Linked DNA regions of Mus musculus: region 2 is linked to region 1. A link is a contact called in public HiChIP or PLAC-seq data. All regions are on one chromosome and are shown on one strand. Each heading gives the region's core, a stretch centred on a gene start, on an enhancer-like site or on the middle of the called end of the contact. The rest is flanking DNA. Distances are from core to core; before and after follow the strand shown. Region 1 has its middle 130 kb from the start of Mpdz. Region 2 has its middle 21 kb from the start of Gm11412.

Region 1 (3,771 bases), core at 596-3,095:
AACGCTTCTTGAATGACCCAGTCTTTGTTTGCGTTTGCTTTTCTGCTTTTGTTTTTTGTTTTTGTTTTTGTTTTTGTTTTTGTTTCATGTTTTGTTCTTTATAGGCAGCCACCGTCATTTCCAATGAATCCTTACTGGTCCCAAGTCACTGCTAACACTGACCAAGTTTTTGTCTCTCCAAAGTCTATTATCTTTTCTAAAGAGCAAGCAGTTTGGGAGCTGTCCTGCTTTTATTTACAGTGTTAGGGACCATGAACAGTCCAAGTAGAGAATACCAATCATAGGTGACTGAATTCACAGCAGCGGCTGGGAGGAATCCAGTAACCACGAGAAAATACATAAGGTCAACAACATTCAGGTTCTCTCTACCAGCTCCAAGGGCCTGAGGTCTGCTTCAGCTGCATATGTGCTCTCTCTCTCTCTCTCTCTCTCTCTCTCTCTCACACACACACACACACACACACACACACACACACACACACACACACTCACACGGTGCATCTCGAGGTGCTCATATACTTTTATCCACCAGGAGTTATACCACCTGCCAAATCATACCTCATCTTCCAACCTTGTCACCCTAAAGCGAAAAGGATTTGTATTTTCACTCCAGCCCATAACTGGTAGAACCTTATCCCATTTCTGCTTCTCTTTACATTCATTCTGCCAAATCCGTGTGGTCTCTCTCTGACATTCTCTATCAAACTGAAGAGATTGTGTGAGGTCAGTGACACAGAAGAACTTGTGTTCGGGTTTATAGGGAACCCGAAAGCTGGAGAGATGCAAGGAACTCGTGAACTCACAAGAAGAAAGAAAAGCAAGAAGGTGTGTGGAGAGAGCTCACGTGAACAGCAGAAATAGATGAGATCATGCCTGGTGGAGTGAGAGAACAGGACTGGGATTTGCTTTACCAGGTTGTCATTTCCAAGATGAGTAACTCTTCAGGCTTATTTTTCTTGAGGATATTAAAAACTTAGTGAAACGGATGCTCAGATTCTAATTATAAATAGCAGTTACAATAAGCTCAGGAACCCAGCTAATTCACATAACCCTCTAGAAGCATCCGTTAGGCAAATGAATGTGCTCTACCCAGTGTCTGTAGGTCCGTTGCATTGAGTCCACCTACAGTAAGGAATAGAGTAGCTTCTCTTTCTTGAAGGGTTATTTTTTTATTACTAATTTAACTGGTGTTAAACTGGTGAGCATATGAGTGTCACTACAATTTGGAGTTCGGTTCACCAAAGTATGTTTTTGTACATTGATGGCGAAACCGAGAGATCTGTTCTCCCTGCAATGCTGTGAGATGCTGGGGGCCCAGCAGCTTTTTCAGCTCACAGCAATGAAGCATGTACCAGCAGAGTGGGCTGCTTGCCTTGTCGGAAAGAAAGAATCTTGGGAACTCTCTGTCCTGCTGGAGTCTATGGCAGCAAACCGATTTTAACATCCCTTTTCACCAAATGAGATTTTTTTTTACTTTTTCAGATTCCTAAATCATGAGCCAAACTCGTATAAACCATTCAATATGTCATGGAAGACCTCCACTGTAAAATTACTATGTTGAATTTCCAACTTTTTTTGTGTGTGTGTGTGTGTGTGTTCAAAAAATTTAAAAACACAACAAAACAAAACATTTCTCCAACACCAGAAACATGATCAACTCCAAATCCAGAAAGATTTACAAATGCCAGAACATGGTTATCTCCCAGCAAACATACCATTTCTTTGTTTCATAGGACACTAAGGATGAATTATTCATGAGACCTGATTTCACATGCTTATTGTGTCTGGTGGCAAAGTCCCCGCCTGCTCAGCCTCGGGAAAGCTGGGGCCTCTCTGCTGCACAGGGCATGGTGCCATCCAGGGACCAGCCATGTGCTCACGAGTTACTGGAGCAGGGCAGGCAGCTCCAGTGGTCTCAGCTGTGCAGACAGCTGTTTGCCCACCGTCTGTGATGGCAGAAATGTGTGGTGGGTTTATCCTGAACAGCGTGCTCCCCCACCCCCTCAACCACACATGTGCTAGCAGGCTCTTACACACACACACACACACACACACACACACACACAATTCCATGCTGAGCATCCTAGTCTCCACCATCACCAGAGGAAAGAGAAGCCCCGAGATTTGGAACCCAGAATGAGCAGTTGACAGGAGTGGAGAACAACTCCTAATCTTACATGCAACACTGTTGGAGGAGTGTCTGTAGCCTCCTCCAGACCCAAGTTTCTCTTGTCAATTTGGTATCAAAAGGTTTGTGCATGCATGAAATTCAAAATGATTTATTGTTCATATACTGCTTTATTTAGTTGCTTAATAGGTTGATGGATGTGCAAAGGTCCTACATAAAGCAGAGGCCTCTTTTTTTTTTTTCCCAAAAGGAAAAAAAAAGTAAAGAAATAGATTGCCACCAGGAGTTTCATCCCATAGTAAAGACAGCCCTTCTAAGCTGGCTTGTGTTTGTAAAGAGTTCCCTTTGTCTCTTGCCTGCTACCTATCTCTGATATTTAGTAGTACACAATGCTACTACACCTTAGACACTACGGGAAGTGACAGGGATGAAGAGAACAAATATCCGGAGTACACCCTGGAGTTCTTTCTAAGCTCCATCCAATCTGTAGTAGGCAGTTCTTTCTTGGTGGAGCTTGGGGTAAAACAGACTTGCCCATCTCCAACAACAGAAGTCATTAGCATCCCATGGCCTCCCTTCTCTACGGAGAGAGATGCAGGGAGGGAAATCCTCTATGCTGGCTTCCTCCGTTGTGCCTCTTATCATTTGGTTCTTTTGCAGACACTGGACTACTTTCATTTTATAAGGACGCACTCCTCCCCAACTAGCATAGGTAATAAAATGAAATTCTCTAAAAACGTGGAAAAGATGGCTGTCAGAGAAGTTCCACCAACCTTTTACTAGCCTGTCTTGAATTTTATTTATTACTTCATTAGAGGTTCTAATATTTTGATTCAGTCTTGGTGAATAGGAGTCAAACTAGGGAGGGGCAAATTTGTTTATAGCAAGTGGCGGTTGAATTTGTGCAGAACTCTTACTCGATCAATGTTCCGTGCAAGCGACATTTGCACAGGCTCTCTGTAACCTCTTTTCCAAACAAACTCTAATTTGACATAATGCAGTGGAGAATGGCACCAGTCATCGGCTTTGCGTCAGAAACGCATTTTATTTGGATTCAATTCAGACTTAACGAACTGGTTCCCGTAAATGCAGCAGATGGGATTGAGGCAAATGGAACCCTGTGTGGGGCCTCACGCCCGGCAACCACGGCTGCTCCCCTGCATGCAAGCCTTCCCTGAGCTAGTTGGTTAGCTAGTTAGCTAATTGGTTAGGCTCATTCCAGCTGAAACTGGGTTTATAATTTTCAGAGTTCTCTTACCAGTCCACCAAACTGAGGCTTGAGAAGTGACAGTCCAGCAAAAGCCGCTAGATAACGTCCTTCTCTCTCTGCCCCACTGATTCGTGTGAAGAACGTTGCCAGAAGATGGCCCAACGGTTTATAAAGTTGGCAAAGCTATTGCCAGACCTTTTCTTCTAAAGGTCAATTAAAAATGCTAGCTGTACTGTAAACAGAATTCTTCATAGAAGAAGACCACACGGTACCCAGAGTGGTCTCTTAATACAAAATATCAATTCGATTTTCCTCAGGAGATTCACTCTCCTTTTGCAATGCAAATATTTTCAAGTGTACTAAACACGTTTTAGCACCTCAACATAGGCACTAAAACTATTTGCATGCAAAATTACCCAGAGTAGGCAGACAG
Region 2 (3,646 bases), core at 504-3,003, 200 kb before region 1:
GAAATTGGATGATTTACTTAAAACGTTTTCGTTCAGTGCCATGGCAATGAAATGAGAATACCCAAGTATTTGTATTTGGTTTTAACCTAAAGATCAGAACACTTAATAGTTCAATTTGAGCTGCAAATTCTTAAAACAGCAATAAGGAATCAAATCCAAAAACAAAAAACAAAAACAAAAACAAAACAAAACAAAACAAAACAAAACAAAACCTAATAAAGAAATGAAACTCAAGAAGAACAAAGACCAAAGTGTGGACACTTTGCCCTTCTTAGAAATGGGAACAAAACACCCATGGAAGGAGTTACAGAGACAAAATTTGGAGCTGTGACGAAAGGATGGGCCATCTAGTGATTGCCATATCCAGTGATCCATCCCATAATCAGCTTCCAAACGCTGACACCATTGCATACACTAGCAAGATTTTGCTGAAAGCACCCAGATATAGTTGTCTCTTGTGAGACTATGCCGGGCCTAGCAAACACAGAAGTGGATGATCACAGTCAGCTATTGGATGGGTCACAGGGCCCCCAATAGAGGAGCTAGAGAAAGTACCCAAGGAGCTAAAGGGATCTGCAACCCTATATGTGGAACAACAATATGAACTAACCAGTACCCCGGAGCTCTTGTCTCTAGCTGCATATGTATCAAAAGATGGCCTAGTCAGCCATCACTGGAAAGAGAGGCCCTTTGGAATTGCCAACTTTATATGCCCCAGTACAGGGGAACGCCAGGGCCAAAAAGGGGGAGTGGGTGGGTAGGGGATTGTGGGGGTGGGTATGGGGGACTTTTGGGATAGCATTGGAAATGTAAATGAGGAAAATATCTAATTAAAAAAAACTCCCAAAAAAAAGAAATGAAACTATATTTTTAATTACTTTAAAAAATGTGCTAGCTTTCCAAGTGAACAAATGAATTGTACTTTATATCACATAAGTATGTTTATGACACACACATCTCAAAACATATTTAAATTTTATGCTTGAGTTATAAAATATGTACACATTTGATGAAATTTTTCATTGAGCACATTTTGCAAATTTCAATTTGAAAGTACTCCAGTTGAAAATAAAAAGGGCACAAATAAAACCCAGAAAATTGCAGCAAAGGATGAATCAGGTGGTAATACGTCTGCTAGGAACCACATGCATTTCTTGACCAAAGCTACGAAGGCCATCTCCAGGAGCTTCGACTGCCTCCAGGGCTCCCCTTGCCTAACTCGACTGAATTTTCTCTTTGAATACCACGTGCATCTCCACTACTTCAGGGCACCAGTTGTCCAAAAGCTAGAGGTTAGGGAAGGGCAGCTGTGTGTAGAGGTGTGACAGTCACTTTCTGTAACTCACTGCACCACCTTCAGATTCAATGCAACCTTGAAAACTAGCTTGGAGATAGTGTCTCCTTTCATTTTAAATGCCCTGGCCTTTGTCACTTTACACCAGATCCATAACACCATTTTAAGGAGGTTGTGTTGTTTTCTTTCTTTGGAGGCAAGAGGTAGGAAGAACTGACTACTATTTTGAAGCAAACCACTGTTAACCTTGGGGTTCTCCCTACAGTGGACATCCATTCCAGCAGGCGGTCCACTCCTTCAAGACTCAATTTGGAAAAGTGCTTTTAAAAGCCCAGCGTTGGCCTGGCCCTTTTGGTTGGATTTCTGTGGAAATTTTCTTAGTAACCATTTTCAGCTGAGGGAGTTCCCAGACAATTGTAAAGTGGAAGCCCTGCAGGAGGAGGGGAGGGCTGCTCCTGTGCTAATTAAAACAAAGGCTGCTTGTGTAAGCGGGCCGGCCTGCTGCACAGGGCTCACAATGCAGGGGCCTCCCAGGCACCAGCTCCTAAATCCGCCGGGACTTTCATTTCTAAATACAACTAAAGGAATGCTCCTTTGTGCATTCTATTTTCCTTGCCAAAGTGGAAGAAGGTGAAGCTGTCCAATGTTTGCTTTTGAATGTGGTGTGCCCAGCCGCAAGGCAAAGCTGTCCTCACCAAAAGCAGGGCAGCCTAGGGTCGCTTCCCAGTACAAGTGAGCTGCTAGGAGTTCTTGCAGATGGATACCTGGCTCCACTGGAATTTGCTGTCACTCTGAACTCAGGTGTTTAAGCAGAGATGGCCTTGTCATTCGTCTCAACAGCGGACAGGCTTCAGATCAGACCTGGCCTCAGCAAACTCCCCTATGCTCCGGGTGCCTACAGCAAAGTAAAAATCCCGGTGCCCCGTGAAAAAAAAGAAATGAAGACATGCCTGTGCTTTGTCTTCCAGACTTCAGAAGCTTCCCCTGTTCCGTAGGTCACATGGACTTTATTTCAAGCCTGCCCTTCAGTGTAGTCGTCCCTTTACAGCTTTAATGGCTGTTCTGTTTCCTTGTCCATGATTATTTTACAAGCCCTTTTGCAACTTGACATGCTTTGACACAGCCTGTAGAAATGTAGCGTTGTACCCGATAGTACAGTAAGTCCAATGCCAAAGAAAATGGCTCGGGAAGGGAGCAGGGGGCCACAACACTTGAAAAGAAGAATCTTGGGCAAGACAGTCAACGTTCTTGTGACTTTCTGGAGTTTTCCAGTGTGAGTATCTACAGAGTTGAATGCCAAATTTGATTTCAAAGTTTTACAAGGTTTCATTCCGGCTAAACTAATACTTGGCTAGGTCTCCTCCCTCCCTCTCTCTTCACCCTCTCCCTCCCTCCTTCCCTCCCTCCCCTTCCTCCTGCCTCTTCATCTTTCTTTCCTCCCTTAGTCCCTCACTACTTCATCCCTCACTACCTACCTCCCTCTCAAAGCAGGCTTGAAAGACAAGGTACAGCATCCGTTTCCAATTAAAAGAATAAAAAATTTTAAATGTCTCCCTCTGGGCCTGGTGCTGAGCCAGGTGAGAAAATGGTGGGTGTGGTTGCTGAGAAAGCAGGGAGGTGAAAATCCTCCACTGCTTGAAGTCACTTTATACTTGAGAGGGCTCTCCTCCCTGTCCCATTAAAAAACAAAACAAAACCCCTAAAGCTGTGATATCTCTTTATTTCATTTGTTTTCTTTAAAATTCATTTCCCTCAAAATGCTGCTAGTTCCCGTGGACCCTGCACTTAACTCCTATTTTCTCTGTATCTCTGACTTTCGTTCATTCCCACAGGGGTAAATATTTGACATCTAGCCATCCCCTGGGGTGGCAGACCATTGCACTAAACACAGAGTGGTTTCACTGCACCAAAGTCAGGCTCCAGGGGATAAACAGACATCCATAAATAACCGCTCAGAAATAGTCTAAGGAATATGTTCGGCCCAGAAATCCTGGCTCAGGGTAATCTGTTTTGTTTACGTGCATAAAAGTTTTCTTTGTCTGGATCTGCAGCGGTTACAAAGCACCCTCAGCAAAACGCAGTTAAAACAAAGCCCGAGCAAGCAGGGGGAACCCCCACCCCAAAGGAAATCAACCAGGGCGCTGTGAAAGCCAGCAGAAAACAGACTGGCCTGGCATTCTCAAACCATGAGAGTCTGGTGAGAAGTGGCGGCAGGGGATTTCGGCTTGAATATTCATGTCCTGTGACTGGAGACCTTAATGTACAAAGGCACTGTCAACACCTGACTTCTAAAAACAAGGCCCACTGTAGTCAGCAAGGAGATGTACCACAAACTTCCCATTATGTCAAGGT

Evidence for each region. HiChIP or PLAC-seq counts read pairs in DNA pulled down with a chosen protein or histone mark.
Region 2: an H3K27ac HiChIP or PLAC-seq map of neural progenitor cells shows a contact between it and region 1, with 4 times the contacts expected there. The contact joins two enhancer-like sites. A contact is called at or near these places in 2 of 484 Hi-C or Micro-C datasets (brain and cerebral cortex) and 4 of 115 datasets of contacts at active chromatin or transcription factors (astrocytes, neural progenitor cells and stem cell-derived neural progenitor cells).

What each region holds. Positions count from the first base shown.
Region 1 is chr4:81,566,220-81,569,990 of GRCm38.p6, reverse strand. No RefSeq gene overlaps it. Among named protein-coding and RNA genes, the nearest start is that of Mpdz, 130 kb to the right of the region's middle. Within about 2 kb of position 1,845, at least 35 of the 459 cell types and tissues checked have an H3K27ac peak or open chromatin away from gene starts, as enhancers often do. A contact at or near this core is called in brain, cerebral cortex and neural progenitor cells, where this site is marked.
Region 2 is chr4:81,762,583-81,766,228 of GRCm38.p6, reverse strand. No RefSeq gene overlaps it. Among named protein-coding and RNA genes, the nearest start is that of Gm11412, 21 kb to the right of the region's middle. Within about 2 kb of position 1,753, at least 69 of the 459 cell types and tissues checked have an H3K27ac peak or open chromatin away from gene starts, as enhancers often do. A contact at or near this core is called in brain, cerebral cortex and neural progenitor cells, where this site is marked.